Linked DNA regions of Rattus norvegicus: region 2 is linked to region 1. Evidence: chromatin contacts called from public Hi-C data. All regions are on one chromosome and are shown on one strand. The core of a region is the stretch at or near the end of the contact, and the rest is flanking DNA. Distances in the headings are between cores, read along the strand shown.

Evidence for each region. Hi-C and Micro-C count contacts between places; a contact is called where the count stands out from the background.
Region 2: a Hi-C map of frontal cortex shows a contact between it and region 1, with 1.6 times the contacts expected there. The contact joins the promoter of Dbf4 here to the promoter of Rundc3b in region 1.

Annotation. Positions count from the first base shown.
Region 1 is chr4:26,416,294-26,419,074 of GRCr8, forward strand. It overlaps Rundc3b (RUN domain containing 3B), which reads left to right and starts at 1,395. Exons shown (of 10, transcript NM_001047116.2): 1 at 1,395-1,753. The coding sequence starts at 1,644. It also overlaps a transcript of Abcb1a not described here.
Region 2 is chr4:26,630,057-26,633,161 of GRCr8, forward strand. It overlaps Dbf4 (DBF4-CDC7 kinase regulatory subunit), which reads left to right and starts at 1,530. Exons shown (of 12, transcript NM_001191748.2): 1 at 1,530-1,719; 2 at 2,772-2,944. The coding sequence starts at 1,674. It overlaps Slc25a40 (solute carrier family 25, member 40), which reads right to left and starts at 1,327. Exons shown (of 12, transcript NM_001393710.1): 1 at 1,161-1,327.

The DNA of each region.
Region 1 (2,781 bases), core at 145-2,644:
CCACATCCCCTCAGATTTGATGTCATCTTCAATGCTCTCCTCTAGCCTTCCATGCCATGAAACTTCTGAAGCATTAACCCATTTTAGTCACAACAACACAAACATAATTAATAAAGCAAGGTATTCCTTCTACCTAAGTCATCAGAATTCTGGAATTGCAAACGTATGCTACTGTCCTTGCTCTAGAAATTTTCTTAATAATTAATGGTTTTCTATGCATTTCCTTAGACACTTATAATCTCGGACTTAGAAAAGTAATCTCCAATGTATGTTCTGTTTTTAATTATTTTTTAATAGTTTAAAGAGGTGAGACTTTGTCCTGATGATTTTAGATTTTCAAAATTAAAAAACAAACAAACAAACAAACCCCCAAAACCCTGAAGTCTGGATATACTGGTTTAAAGGCAGATGAACAGTAGTCTGAGGTGAATGCCAGAGGTCAGGGCCTCAAGCCAGGAGATCAGGCCAGAGGAAGTGGAGACTCTGCAAAGAGGTCCTTCCAAGCTACTTATCAGGCCTCCAAGGTAGGATTTCCCTCTGCACTTGGTCAGACCTCCCCACGGCTCATGAGCTGCAACTCAGTTCAGATCTCACTGCACAGAACACTAGGCTGGACATCCACACAACACTCATTTTTCTATGATCAATTGAGTTTTAGGCTGTTCTGGAGAAGACCGGTGGGAAGATGAGGCGAGGAACATCAAGAATTCTAACCAGATTCACGTGAAGAGAAATGTCACGGGCACATTCCCTGATGCAATTGTGTCGTTGTTTGTCAGGCTCAAAGAGGTCCAAAAGGTACTCTTCTGTTCTAGATAACCCCATCCCCTATCCCCCAACTGAGGCATTCTCCTGCTGAGGCTACTGAAGCTCCAGAACAAGGAATCTGTCATGAACATTTGAGACTTAGCCTTGTCAGGGTGGCTGCGGACCAGAGTCGCTGCGGATTAGGCACATTAAAGCCGGTTTTCCAAGCCACCCTGCCTCGCCGCGCGCACCAAGAAGCCGCACGAGACCAGCCCTCATTCTGACAGAGGCCCACGCGCCAGGGCGGGGTTTAAGTGAGCCCTTTTAAAGGCTCCTGGGGAGGGTTCCGCCCCCGCCTCTCACCATTGGTTCTCTCTGGAGCGGCTTTGTTCCCATAGGTGCAGGGGGCGGGGCTGCATGAGACTGGCGTGGGGGCTTCACCTCAGCGGCCCCCTCCCTTCTAGAAGAATGACGTGCGGTTAGGCCTGCGGGGCTGACAGGCTCGCCCGCGCACTGCTACTGCGGCGCCCCTAGGGAAGCAGCGCAGCTCCCGACTTGGAGCCCGCCCGCGCTTCTCTCGTGGACGGCGGCGGCGGCGGCGGCGGCGCGCGCGGCGCGCGAGCCAGCGAGCGAGGGCGGAGGTGGCTCGTGCGTGCGTGTGAGTGAGCGTGTGTGTGTGAGTGAGCTTGTGTGTGAGCGTGTGTGCACGCGCGCGTGGCACCAGGGTGGCGGGCGCGGGTGCTCCACTGCCTTCCACACACCCTGCCTGCTCCGCGGCTCCTTCCTCGCCCCTCTCCCGCCCCGCGGGCTGCCATCCTGAGAGAAGGCCGCAGGTCACAGGTGTGCTAGGCTTGCGGGACCGCTGGAGACAAAGGGGGCGCGGAGGTGAGCCCGCCATGGCCTCCCGGAGCCTGGGGGGCCTGAGCGGGAGCCGCGGCGGCGGCAAGAAGAGCCTGAGCGCCCGCAACGCTGCGGTGGAGAGGAGGAACCTGATCACCGTGTGCAGGTGCGGGGCTGCCGGCGCCGGGCTGAGGGAGGTGCTGGGGCTCGGCGCTGCGGGCCGCGCCGCGCGTGTCCGCGGACGAGCGGGGCCCTGCAGAGGGGCGGTAGCTTCTCCCCGCGAGGCGGTGGTCCAGCCCTCGGGTCTGGGCGTCCTCGGTTGGAGGCTGCCCCGCGAGGGCCGGGGCGGAGTCGGGGAGGATCTGTTCTGAAGCGGTCAGCTAGTGTCTGAGTAGAAGAGGGCGGAGGAAGAGCAGCATCCAGCTGTAGTAGTTACTAAGATGCTCCCACATCCCAGGGCGGTCTGTTGTTTTCTCTTGTTGGCGTGTATCTTGTCACGCCTTTCACTCGGCCCGAATCTGTATTAGCTAGTTAAGTCTTGTCAACTACTGTGCTAGAACTGCTTGCTTGCGGGATTATGGAAGACTCCTACTCCTCCAGCCAGTCCTTTATTGGGAGATGTGCCTTTATTTAAATGCTTCCTGGTTGTAAACGTATCCCTTCCTCCGGGAAATAGAGAAATAAATAGTCACTATCTATATAAATCAAGAATTCAGAAAAAGCTGATTTTTGAACACGCTGATACATTTTCTTTTAAGCCTTATAAAATTCTAGGCGTCCATTTCTTAGTAACCACTCAGAGCCAATAAGCTCTGTGAAAATGATTTTGTTCAATCATACTGGTTAATCATCAACCAGTGATAATCTCCAATTATCAGGTAAATGATGAAACCTTTCCTGCCTCTCTGGTTTATGTCTATTTAATTTTTTTTTCCCTTGTGTAAAATCGTGGCTGGCATCTTAAGCAGATTGCAGATATCTGTAGTAGGTTACATTCGATATTTAAGCAACTTTTAAAAAGTTGGATTCTAATGAGTATCCATGTGTCTCAGGAAGACCTTCGCTCACAGTTTGCATTGTAAGTGGTCAAAATAAGATGGAATATATTATTTGTGCTGTGTAGAATACAAGCTTTTGGGGACAAACGGGCTTTATTGTATTGTTTTAAAATGAGGCAAATTTTTAAGTTAGATA
Region 2 (3,105 bases), core at 280-2,779, 210 kb after region 1:
TTACTGTTCCAGGCCTGCACTGTGCTTTCAAGAATACAGAGCACCTTTCCACTGATAAGTTCTGTTCCCAGGGTCTTCCAGCTCCTCGGCTTCCTGTCCCTCTCTGCACTCCCCTACCCTCTCCACTTCTTCATCTCACAAGCACCACTCCAAGGCATTCCGCTCTCCCTCGTGGCTTTAATTCTATTCTGTATCAGTGTTTCTCAGAAATGTAAACCATTTCACAAACATGGAGATTCTGTGTTTTTCCTGGAGCTTACGCTTTGAAAACTGAATCCCCTCCCCCCAAATTTTTTTTAAATGTTTGCTCAAACTATAACTCCTCCTTCTCAAGATCTGTTAAGCACCTATTTATAAATTCATATTCATCAGTACAATGTCTCTTTTTTTTTTTTTCCGGAGCTGGGGACCGAACCCAGGGCCTTGCACTTGTTAGGCAAGCGCTCTACCACTGAGCTAAATCCCCAACCAGTAAAATGTCTCTTAACATGTATTTCCCCTCTTCTAGATATTTCTTACGATTACAAATTATCTCTAACTCTCTTAAATCAGTTTAATAAGGGCAGACCCATGATTGTCACTCCAGCTCCCATCCTTAACCTGTTCAAAACAAAATCATTTCTTTTGGCAACCTAATCCGTCTTGATGTCATCTTTGGCTAACAGTCTCACAATTCACCTATCTGTGCCTGAATATACTTATCTGCACTGTCCTGAGGTACTCCCTCAAAAATCAATACTATAAGGAGTGTCTACCATAGCCAGGAGTTAAGAAATGCAGAACAGTACAAAACATTAACGTCTGTAAGGGTGAGAGCAGAAGTATACGCCAAACAAGTTTTGTGAGGCATTTTAAAACAAATCAGGCACTTGAATTTCGTCTGGACCATAATCTCGTAACTATTCCCGCTTTACAGATAAAAAAAAACCCTGAGACTTCATTTCCCACTCTTTCATTGCTGCAAAAAAGAAACCATACACACAGAGAGAAAATACAGGTCTGTACAGAGCAAAAGTACCAAAAGGGCTGCAAGAGCCGGGTCAGGCGGGTGGACCCCGGCCCCGCCGCCACCACGGCCACCCAGGACCTCTGCGGCCTGTCTGCAGGTCGGCGGGAGCCCAGAGCCGGCCCTGCGTCCCACACCGGGTTAATGGGAGTACCTGGTGGCGAGGCAACTGCAAGGCCGTGGTTCCAGCAAACCTAGAAGGTGATGACCGCAATGTGCTGAAGCCTCCGAGGCTAACTGCGTCCACTGCCCGGGTTGCCCCACACTCCCAAGTCTGCAGAGCGGCGCCAGAACCCGAAGAGGACGCCGGAGACCAGGGGTCTGAGGCACCGCAAGCCCGCGCGCTGGGGGCGGAGCGTGGGCGGGGCCACCACCCGGGGGCGGGGCTCTCGGCGCGCGAGGCCCGCCCGGCGTAGTTAGGGCGGGGAGCGCGTCTGGCGCCGCGGTCGCGTGACGCGTTTTCAAATCTTTAACCGCCGCAGCTCCCACGTCGGAGCTACAACCTCTTCCTGCTCCGAGCCTCCGCGCCGGAACCGGCCCTGAAACTCGGCCAGCGGACGCCGCCCGGGGCCGAGGCCAGGGCCGGTGGGCCCTTGGAGCTTTGTGTTCGGGGCCGTCCCATGCGGCCCCCGGTGCGGACCCAGCATGTAGGTGCTTGGTGGCTGCCATGAACCTCGAGACCATGAGGATCCACAGCAAAGCACCTCTCCCTGGTATGGAGCCCCTCCCCCGCCGCGGTCCCTTTAATGGTTTCCTACCCTGCCGGTTCCACGGTAGATTCTAGAGAGTCTTCCTGCCCGACTTCTTGTGCTTTTGCATTTCTCTGGGTTCTCGGCGCCCGGAAGGCGTTCGGTGTTGGTCTCCATGAGGGGCCGACGCTGCCCGGGCCCCTCGTGCTCTCCCCGCCTCAGCAGCGAGCGATCCGGCATTCCCGGGGCTGCAAGCTTCAGACAATGAGCAGGGTCTCCGATGGCCACACCGCCCCACGGAGGAGGCACCCACTGCCATTTGTGACTGTTAGTTCCCGTCACTCATTAGGGAGACGGAGGTGTGTGTGTTTCAACCTCATAGACAAAAGCAGATTTCAATCTCAATATTTCATATAAAAATAAAAATCCATTATAAGGAAAATTCCTAAGAGATACACATGTGTGTCTATTAACTAAGTACTAAAGTGCAGGTTGTGTTCGAAAAGTTTAGAGAAGTTGTTTGATACTCATCTGCTTTTAAAATAAAAAAAAGGACATGAATGAACCTAAGTTCCTCATATGTAAACAAAGTGCATGAACTCCATCCTTTAGTTCTTTTAAGTACTAGACAAACTATGAAACCCAAGTATGAGCATTCGGTAACCCTGGAGAATTAGGTTGTTTATTCTAGATAAGCGTGTGCGGGTGCCTAGGTAAATACGCTTTTAATATTTTAAACACCTGGGTTGAGTCTTTACAGACCTGCTAATACCAATATGAAGTTTACATCGGGAGAGAGTAAGTTTTCAAGAATGTCTTTATAGAGTTCCTTGCCTTTATACATGGAACAGGAGTAAGATTCAGCTCTTGTTCTCCAGTACAGAATTTGTAGAAACCATAGAGTGCAGCAGTTTGCCTTCATCCTAAGTGGTAAAGTTCGGGAAAACATTTAGATTCTAATGGCTTAATTTGTTATGACTAATAATGTCTCCTTTCTGTAATAAAGCTGTTGAATATTGTTAAACAGTTAAATTGTGTCTGCATAAAACATGGCCTGATTCTTTTTTTAATCGCAGGTGGCATCCAAGACAAAAATGAAAAGAATAGACCATCTTTGAAATCCCTGAAAGCTGATAATAGACTGGAAAAATCCAAATATAAGCCGCTTTGGGGGAAAATATTTTACCTTGACTTGCCTTCTATCACCATATGTGAAAAACTCCAAAAAGACATAAAGGAACTTGGAGGGGTGAGTGAGAACTGCACAGCCAGCAAAAGTTGAGAAAAGCAATACTAGCGTTCTGTAAGGTGAACTCACTAAGGAATTTCATTTTGGAAATTATAGCCATTTTGCCACCGTGATGAGCTGTTGATTATTAGTGAGTCATTTGGGGACTGGGAGTAATTCCC